Regions from separate parts of the Sus scrofa genome. Here regions 1 and 3 are each linked to region 2. A link is a contact called in public HiChIP or PLAC-seq data. All regions are on one chromosome and are shown on one strand. Each heading gives the region's core, a stretch centred on a gene start, on an enhancer-like site or on the middle of the called end of the contact. The rest is flanking DNA. Distances are from core to core; before and after follow the strand shown. Region 1 holds the start of TRPC4AP (short transient receptor potential channel 4-associated protein). Region 2 holds the start of NCOA6 (nuclear receptor coactivator 6). Region 3 holds the start of PIGU (phosphatidylinositol glycan anchor biosynthesis class U).

Region 1 (3,256 bases), core at 571-3,070, 250 kb after region 2:
TAGCCTGGGCAAGGCTTGATCCAAGGTATATATATGCTCAGTAAAGCTGAGTTAGTTCCCTTTCCACCTGTTCCTACCTACTCAGTAAGGGTCTTTGGGTTAAAGGATAAAGCAAGTATTTCCAGGATCTTAAGGCAAACAGAAAAACACAAAGAGGGAAAAGTTGCTCATCTATGGTTAACTGATGTCCAGGGAAATACTGCTCACCCAGAACTGCTCTTCATCTGTGTAACTTTATACAAACACAGACCACCTGGTTTTTACCTTTTATTCGGTCCTTTTATTCATATGAGTTAATATTGAAATGGTTCAAAATTAAGTCAATATACAAAGCTGTACTGTGAAAAGTCTCACTCTCATTCCCTCCCCCATCCACCCAAGTCCCACCCCACTCCTGAACCAACCACTTTGTTAGTTTCTTGTATATACTTCAAAAATTTCTTTATGCAAAAGCTGTCCTTAAATTAAGCTAATGTTTTACAGGTGTGTTTCCAATGTTAAGTTCTGGGAATGTGAAGGGGGAGGGGAAAGGGCGAGCGGCCTAGGTCTTAATTCACCCTGCTTTACCCTAAAGCAGTGTTCTTCATTCACTCAAAAAAAAAAAGAAAAAGAAAGAAAGGAAGAAAGAAAGACAGACAGACTAATCATATATTGAGCACATATTATAAGCCAGATACCAAGTATAGCATTAATATTAACTGATTACCCTTCAGTTTCTTATTATGCACCAGAAATGTATTTAACCTTTTACACGATTGTCTTTTATCTTCACAACACCTTAACAGGTAGCTTACTAATTATCATCTCCATTTTACAAATAAGGAAACTGAGGCACAGAAAAGTAATTTGACCAAGCAAGAAAAAGCAGGATTCTGAATCCAGGCCTTACTCTACAGCCCTAGCTCTTAACCATGACGCTCTACACCGGCAAAACAGATACAGTCCCTGCACCCGCTGGAGCTCAGCTTAATGTGGAATACAGGCGAGAAAAAAAGTAGACAACAAAGAAATATGTAATTACAGACTGAGAAAGTAATGTGAACAAAACGAATTCAGGTCTGTAACTGAATAACAATGGGAACCTACTCTGGGGTGGGGGTGGGGGGTTATGTCAAGGAAAGGCCTCTCTGAATGACATTTTAGGAGAGAACCTTTTAGGAGCTGAGATCCTTTTAGGAGCTGCAGTGATGACCCACCGCCCAATTCATGGGGGAGAAACTCAAGGACCATAGAGGCTAAAGCAAACTCGCTCAGGGTCCTCCAGACGTGCAGACGTGGCGCAAGGAAGGGAGGATCCAGGAGCTGGGCCCCGGACTCGTACACGCCATCAATGCCTGATGCAGCTCAGCCTTGCTCAGCCCCTAACACAGGTCCTCTAGCCTGCCACTGCCCACTCACTGTCCTGCCGCGGCTGACAGCGTCCGGAGAGCCCACAGAAAGGCCCAACGGCCGGCCAAGAGGGGTCGGGCCCGTACTGCGGCGGCCTGGAAAGGCCTCTTCGCCGGCCCTCGGCCAGCTCCCGCCCGGTCCACCCCGCCCCGCCCCTCCGGGCCGACTTCCTACCTGCACCGCCCGGACCAGGCCCCGGCCGGTCAGCTGGCCCTGCCGCAGCTGCAACAGAATGTTACCAGGCCGCGGCCGGCCGCCCCATCCGCCCCAAGCCGCCACCGTTGCCGCCGCCCGTCGCGCCCGGCCGGCCCCAGATCCAGCAGCCGCCGGCGCCGCCGCCATGTCTCCTCGTCCGACAAACAGGAAGCAAGCGGCCCCGGGGCCGCGGAGATTTCTACGGGGCGGCGGAGGGGTCGCCGCAGCGCCCCCACTGGGCTGACGGCGGAGGCGCAAGCCGCGTGGCAGAGCCGTGAGCCCCGCGGGGGCTGCTGGGAACTGTAGTCTTGATCTGAGGCGGGCAGGTGCGAGAGAGCCTGGCGTCCCCTGCGCCACTTGTTTCTCTGGCCCAGCATTTTGGCGAGGTCCTCTGACGTCGAAGACAAGTCTCTGCGTGCGCACTCTCCCATTTCTTGCCTATTTGGGGAGGTTATAGCCAACTAGCTAGAAGATCCTGGGTTCCAGACCAGGAATCTGGCCGCCTGATGTGATTCCTGCTTGCCTCTTTCTCTACCCTTGACTCGCCACGGACCTGAGCCTCAGTTTCTTGTTAGTTCATTCAGTCGATAGTTCCTGGGAGTCTGTTCAGCCAGTAAATAGTTCCTTGGGGCCCGCTCTATCAGTACCGAACAGTCCTTGGGAAAACAGTGCTGAGCAGAACAAAGTCCCTGTTTTCAAATGCAAGTTACAGGGGAGGTCAGCAAATCCATATGCAAATACACAGTAACAAACTGGGTAAGATGTGTAACTAGATTGTCGTGAAGTTAAATGAAATAATGGAAGGGGAAAGGATTGGTAAATTGTGACATCATATTCTCTGTCAGAGGAAACGTCGTAATTTCTCCACACAGGACGGTATGTTCTCTCTACTCCGAACCAACGTAATCATTTTTTTTGGCAAATTTCTGTGGCAGGATCTCGTCCTCTCCTCTCCTTTTTTCTTCCTGGGAGGGGATCATGTAAAATAAATGAAAGAGGAATGCTGGGTGTGATGCAATAAGGAATGGTGGAGATTGTGCCGCATAGTTTATTGCTCAAATCAGAACATATTTAAGAATGAAAGGATGCTGCTAACAATTACAACAGGACAGCAGGCATATATAGGGATTGTTCCTGGCACACTGGGATTGTGGTCACCATCCTCAGGCCCATCAAAAGGAGTGATCTCTACCCTCTCCTGCAGATTGTTGCTGAATCGTCTAGTTTTTCCAGAACAGCCAAAAAGCTGGGTTTTGATGTGAAATTACCCAGTTCTGAAAACTCCATAGGCCAAGTAAAACCCTATTTGTGACCCCAAGACAGGGAGACCAGGGACCAGATCCAGATATACTTGGAACTTTAGCATGTGGTAAGGGAGACATTTCAAATCAATGGGGAAAGAAAAAAAAATTTAGGTCTTAAACTTTACAGCAAAAGCTAAAATGAATCTCAGACATATTAAGTTACATATAACAAAATCAAAATATAGTTCTAAAGCTGGTTTGTGGTAATGGTGATACATCCCTTATTTGACTAAAAATCATTGGATTGTACACTCAAAATGAGTGAATTTTATGATATGTCAATTATACCTCATAAAATTATGATATGCAAATTATATGAGATGTTAAAAATCCAAGTATAAAAATAGTAGAAGTGAATATGTGGGAAT
Region 2 (3,525 bases), core at 812-3,311:
AAAATCTTATTGCTACAAACATCCTCATAACCTTTTTGTTGAAAGTCCTTTTTGTTATGTGGGAGCCCTGGAATTACTTATATGACTAATTTGCAGTTTCTCTCAGAATTCCCTCATAGCCCATGGGGACTGTGAATTCTTCTCTACCATGATTAAACTTCAATTACAGTTTGGTCATGATAGAGATCCTGGGTCTCTACCATCGTTTACTATTGCCTTCTTAAGCTTTTTGTGTCCCTTTGCTGTTTAGTAAACACCTAAAAGAGACGGAGCAGCTCTTAAACCTCTAGAAAGTTAGATGTCAAAAGGGTCCTAAAGATAAATTCTCTGGACAAATGAAACTTCTCTCATCAAATAGCTGGTTACCTATACTTTTTTTGTATCCTATTCAGTGTTGTTTTGTTTTGTTTCCTATGGCCCCATCCCCAGCACATGGAATTTCCCTTGCCAGGGACAGAATGTGAGCCACAGCTGCAGCAATGCTGGATCCGTCAATCCACCGTGCAGGCCAGGGATGGAACCAGCACCTCTGCAGCGACCCAAGCTGCTGTGGTCAGATTCTTAACCCACTGGGCTCCTGTATCCCTTTCAGTTTTTGTACTAGACAAACTCATTACAAAAACAAAATAAATTATTTAATGATTCTTTGACATATGCTGCCATGCTTGACTCCCTAACAATTTCTCCCAGCTAGCAAATTCCTCTAAGACAATGTGTTGAATGAGACAGCAGCAGGCTAAGTTCCAGTACCTCTTCTGCCATTAACTGCTTAGATCTTTAGAAGTCATGTTTTCCTTTCTGTCTCAGCTAAAATCACTACATGATCTGAAATCCTTACATGATCTAAGAACTATACATTCATTCCTCTGCACCATTCCTACTGGCTTCACTAACACCTTTCGGATGACCTCCCCAGGTGACCCTGCTCTTAAAACAGTGGGCTGTTCCCTTCCTGGGAAGACACCTTGGGTCACCGCCCACAAACAGCCTGGTCCCTCCTTTTAAAGACACACACAAACTCCCAAAGTTGATGGAGACTCTTCTGGCCAACCACTTTCATTCCGCATCTCTTGCTGGCCAGCTCCTGCATCCAAACCTCAGTCCCCCTTTTCTCTTTTCCTCATCAAAGCCTTACTTTATTCTGTTCCTCTTCCCAATGAGGAGTGGAGGATCCTGAGGGCAAATATGTCCTCAGCCCCCTGGGAGTTATACGGACTTGCCCTGAGACTCCGAAGACTGCCCCCAATCTGATACCAGCGTCTGTACCTAAAGGGCCCCCATTTCTAATCACAACCCCAAAGAACTGTCCCAGCCCTGACAGCCTGAGCTCAGATCCCACGCCCCTCCGCGCCCTACCTGCCTGGGATCATGAACACTGCCTAAACCAGCTCCAGATCCTGCTCTCCTAGCCCCAGTGATCCAGACCCCAGCTCCGTTTGGACCCAACGTCCCTTCTCCGCGACCCCGACCACGACCCCACGTCCGGCTCCCGCCAGTTCTTCGGGCCTGGAGCGCCACCCGGTGCAGACCCTGGCCGGCTCAGCACTCCCTGAGCGCCCCAGACACCTTGTCCTGCACCCTCCCCATCCCGCCCAAGCCCCCCGCTCCCTCCAGCGCCCCCGCCCGTAGGCCCGGGGCCCGCTCCCCAACATGGCGACGGGGACACGAGCGCGGCGGGCAGGCAGGCGGGGCGGCTCCGGGCCGGGCCCGCACAGGGGCCGTGCTCCACGGTCGGCCGGCGCCATTTTCCCGCGCCGGGCCCGGGCGGCGCCTCCTTCCCACGAAGCTAACCGGGCCAGCACCAGGGACGCCCGGCGGGCCCACCCCTTACGGGCCCGCGTCGCCGTCACCTCACCTGAGCGCGGCCCCAGCCCTCCCGGGCGGGCCTCGGAGCACCGGCCCGGGCCGTGGATGCCCGCGGCCCTCCGTGTGTCCGTCCGTCCGTCCTCGCCTGCGCGGGTCTATCTGGCCGTCGGCTCCCGGCCGCCCGCAGCCCGACCCGGCTGGGCCTCAGGGAGCCGGCGGGGAGGGGGATGGGCCGGACCGGGCCGGGGAGGGAGGGGGAGGGAGGGAGAGAGGGAGGGAGCGCGGGAGAGGGCGGGGCGGACTAGGGGCGGGGAATTGGCCACGTGACCAAACGTCTCCGAGTGCGCGAGGTAGCGCGCGCCCGCTCACTTCGGTATAGAGCTTAGTGTGGCGATCTGCTGGTTTTGTATCTCGACGAGGTAGTGTCGTCAGTGGCTTCTGCCTCCACTTTGCAGTCACTGCACAATCCTATAAGAGCCCTCTGGCTGAATGTCCTTGGGCAGGTCAACTCTCCATAAGCCTCGATCTATGCACATGAAATATACAGATAATAATAGTGTTTGCAAAGAGGAAATGAAGGAAGGCATGGAAAGCGCTTGACACAGTGCCTGACACATAGTATGTAATAACGTTAATGATGATAAACTTTAGCCTTTATTATTTGCTTGTAAGTCCCTCTCTACTTTCTCCCATCACAGTTGCCCTACCAAGCTCTGAAGGTACAAGGGAGTGTGGCCCCCTCCCCTCTCCACAACTGTAGGAAGGCCTACCCAGCACTGATGTCTGTCATAGGCCTGCATTCGGATCTGGCTTTCACTCGATAGCTATGTGATTTTCTCTGCCTCTGAACTCAGCTTTCTCATCTATAAAATGGAAATTAAAGGTCTGTTACAAGCATCATATTAGATTGCACAGCTCAGGCACACTAGTCTTATCTAAGAAAAAGAATCCTTTCATTCCACAAATATTTATTGAGCACACACTCTGTGTGTGCCCGGACTGGTGAAGTAGCCATCTAAGGCCTTTTCATGTTCTCCTTAGCTCCCCTTCGATCTCTTTTCCACCCTCCTGTTAGAGTAATGTTTCTAAGAAATCTGATCATGCCTCTCCTGTATTTAAAACTGTTTGATGGGGAGTTCCCTTCATGGCTCAGCGGTTAAGGAACCCAACTAGGCTCCATGATGATGCAGATTCCATCCCTGGCCTCCTTCCGTGTGTTAAGGATCCTGCATTGCTATAGCTGTGGCTTAGGCTGGCATCTGTAGCTCTGGTTCGACCCCTAGCTTGGGAACTTCCCTATGCTGCAAGTGTGGCCCTAAAAAAAGCAAAAGCAAAAAAAAAAAAAAAAAAAAAAAAACTATGTGATGGCTCCACACTGCTCTTAAGATAAAGGCCAAATGGGAGTTCTTTTGTGGCGCAGCAGGTTAAGGATCCAGCGTTGTCACTGCAGTGGCTTGGGTTGCTGCTGTGGTGTGGGTGCGATCCCTGGCCTGGGAACTTCCAAAAGATAAAGGCTGAATAGTAGTTCCCATTGTGGCTCAGAGGGCTGAGAACTCTACATAGCATTCATAAGGATGTGGGTTCAACTCCTTACCTTGCTCAGTGGGTTAAGGATCTAGCATTGCTGCAAGCTGTGATGTAGGTCGCATATGTGGCTATCTGGTGTTGCTGTGGCTGTGATACAGGCCGGCAGCTGCAGCTCCAATTTGACCCCTAGCC
Region 3 (3,050 bases), core at 248-2,747, 140 kb before region 2:
AAGCTGGCTACATGAGTATAGTAAATTATTTAAGCTATACACTTATTATTATGTGCACTGTCTGTATATTGTACTTCAGTAAGAAAAGTTTATTTATTTTCTTGTCCATGACCACAGCATTCCGCAGAAGTTCCCCAGCAAGAGATCAAATCTGCAGCCACAGCAGTAACAACAGGAGATCCTTAACCCGCTGTGCCACCAGGGAATTCCAGTAAGAAAGTTTTTTGAAAAAAAAATCTTCAAATTCTGGCCTTCACCTTACACCCACCTCATTACTCCCCTACTTTGGGCATTTCACATCTTTCAACATGTCTTGATCCTGACAACCTTCTACCTGAAACTCCGCTTCCTCTAATCTCCCTTTTCACACTCTACATCCTTCAAGAGTTAGCTCAAATCCCACATTCCTTAAACTGGAAAAGGAGAGGACACTTTCTTCAGGGTCAGAACTCCAAGGAAGGAACTGGAGGCACACAGGAAGTACACTTTTCTTTCTTTTTTCTTTTTTTTTTTTTAGGGCCACACCTGCTGCATATGAAGTTCCCAGGCTAGGGGTCAAATCAGAGCTGCAGCTGTGGGCCTACACCACAGCCACAACAACACTAGATATATCCAAGCCACATCTGCGATCTGCAATGCACCTCACAGCAACGAGGGATCTTTAATCCGCTGAGAGAGGGCCAGGTGTTGAACCTGAGCCCTCCTAATGGATACTACCTGGGTTGTTATCCACTGAGCCACAATGGGAACTCCAGGAAGTACACTTTTCATAAATGACTATATCTGTTTGTCTGCCTTATTAGAGTGCCTGTGGACTCTTTAGTCCAAACTGGCTCTCTGTGGGCTCCAGTATAAAACAATGTTTGATGAAGAACTTAAAAGAAATAAGATATAGTAGGAGAAGCTGCACTGCAAGTCCCAGGCTGAGACAAGGTTTATAAGGGCACTCACACACTCTCCTCGCTTATGCAGGAATGGTCCCCTCAGGGGCACCCCCCCCACACACACACACACACCCACGCACAAGCGATCTCGCGCCAAAACTCACTCCACTTAGCACGCCCTTTTCTCATCCCGACCCTTCCTCAAGCAGATCTTTCCTCAGACCACGCCCCTCAGCTCAGGACCCGAGGGGGACACACCCCCTCATATCTACATCTCGCAGGTGACCAGCCCCTACGGCCCCAACCTCACCACACCAACCAACGTCCCCCCGCCCTTAGCAGCCCCGCTCGCCCGCTCGAGGACGCGATAACTGGTGAGTTCCCTCAGAATCTTGAACATGCGGCCACTGCCCCCGCCTCCCATTCACAGAGGCCAGAGGCGCACAGGCGGGGCCTGGACGCCTACTCGAGCCGGTGGCCTCACCTCTCTTCCAAGAGCTCAGTGGGGACACCACCTCCACCCGCTCCGAGATGAACTCGGCCAGACTGGAGCGAAACAAGGCTGCCCGCACAGTCACTGCCACCACCAGCACCAAGGCCAAGGGAGCCGCCATGATAGCTGGGGCGGGCGCGCAGGCAGGAGGGGAAAGGCGAGGCGGAAGAGCCTCGCGGTCTGTGCACCGCCCTCTGTAGTTCTGCGGGTCAGCGCGCCTCGCGGCTGCCCACGAAACTCCCAAACTGGGAACTACCACTCCCAGGAGGCCTTGCGGCGAAGTAGGGCGTGGCGACGGAAAGCGGGGCGCCTCAAGCTTATAGCAAAGGGTTGGGCGAGGTCTCCCACTATAGCAGGTGAATTGTAATAGCACTGAGGTGCTGCTGAAAGGAGACACGTGAAGACAGTTACCATCCTGGAATTGTTGAGCGAGTTTTAAAGAAACGTTCATTTCACTCTTGTGTGTATGTTTTTAGTGTTAAAATGTTTCCTTTTTTATGTTTTCAAAGAGTATTAAATATGTATTCGTTGATTTACTACATACTTATTTGTAGAATGTCAACTATATGGGTTCTGAGGATACATTGTGGAGTATTACAGAGATTTATTAGCTCTGCGGCCTTGAACAAGTTGCCGAACTTTTCTGTGCCTCAGGTCCCTCACCTTAAAAATGCACTCGTTTTTGGCTCCTTGTGAGTGAGCTAGAAACCATTGAAGAATGCTTAGAAATTTTGCCAGCCGCTTTTAAACACAGACATTACTGTAAATTAGTACAGCCACTATGGAGAATAGTATGGAGGTTCCTTTATAAACCAAAAAGGGAGTTCCTGCTGTGGCAAAGTTGGTTAAAGAGAAGTTGATTAATGATCTGGCTTATCTTTGTGGTGTTGCTGGTTCCATCCCCAACCCTGCTCAGTGGATTAAGGATCCTGAATTGCCGCGGCTGTGGCTGGGATTCAGTATCCCCCTCCCCAGGAGCTTCCATATGCCTCGGGTACAGCCATAAAATTAAAAAAAAAAAAAAAAGTATCTAAGAATGAAAGTGTTTATATGTGTAAATGATTCACTTTGCTGTATGCCTGAAACTAACACAACATTGTAAATCAACTGTACTCCTAATAATACTTTTTTGAAATTAAATAAAAATAAACTCAGCTATTATCAAAAATTAACTTATACAAACCTACAATTCAATAAGTTGTGTAAACAACAAGGTAATAAATACTCAAAACATCCCTTGCTAAGTATTTTACTACACTCTTGTTTTATCTGTGCTCTTGAGGTTATTTACCACTGCTATATCACTATGGCAAATACTGTATAATGGTATACTTCTGCCCTTGCCTTCCCAAATCATGTTTAGTGACTTAAGTTTGATAGTTTGAAATCCCAATCAATGGGAATGTTTACACCACAGAAATTGGCAAACAGTGTGTCAGAGTTTTGGAGTTTGGAGAGCCATCAATAAGCATAAGTAGCACACCACTTCATTAATGTATAAAAAATACTTATGATGAATGCTTAAATGTTAGCTATAGTAATTAAAATATTAAATAAATATAAGGAAATTTAAGATCTGTGAAGGAAATGAAACAGGTTGCATAATCAAAAATAATTTGGTGGGGAGTTCCCGTTGTGGCTCAGTGGGTTAAGAACCGGACATAGTGTATGTG

Evidence for each region. HiChIP or PLAC-seq counts read pairs in DNA pulled down with a chosen protein or histone mark.
Region 1: a contact with region 2 is called in an H3K27ac HiChIP or PLAC-seq map of alveolar macrophages. The contact joins the promoter of TRPC4AP here to the promoter of NCOA6 in region 2. A contact is called at or near these places in 1 of 5 promoter capture datasets (liver), 2 of 47 Hi-C or Micro-C datasets (liver and skeletal muscle) and 2 of 2 datasets of contacts at active chromatin or transcription factors (alveolar macrophages and skeletal muscle).
Region 3: an H3K27ac HiChIP or PLAC-seq map of alveolar macrophages shows a contact between it and region 2. The contact joins the promoter of PIGU here to the promoter of NCOA6 in region 2. A contact is called at or near these places in 1 of 47 Hi-C or Micro-C datasets (liver) and 1 of 2 datasets of contacts at active chromatin or transcription factors (alveolar macrophages).

Annotation. Positions count from the first base shown.
Region 1 is chr17:38,466,470-38,469,725 of Sscrofa11.1, forward strand. It overlaps TRPC4AP (short transient receptor potential channel 4-associated protein), which reads right to left and starts at 1,821. Exons shown (of 19, transcript XM_003359957.4): 1 at 1,564-1,821. The coding sequence starts at 1,731.
Region 2 is chr17:38,219,843-38,223,367 of Sscrofa11.1, forward strand. NCOA6 (nuclear receptor coactivator 6) reads right to left here and starts at 2,062. Exons shown (of 16, transcript XM_021078293.1): 1 at 1,856-2,062.
Region 3 is chr17:38,079,565-38,082,614 of Sscrofa11.1, forward strand. PIGU (phosphatidylinositol glycan anchor biosynthesis class U) reads right to left here and starts at 1,498. Exons shown (of 12, transcript NM_001185136.1): 1 at 1,369-1,498. The coding sequence starts at 1,498.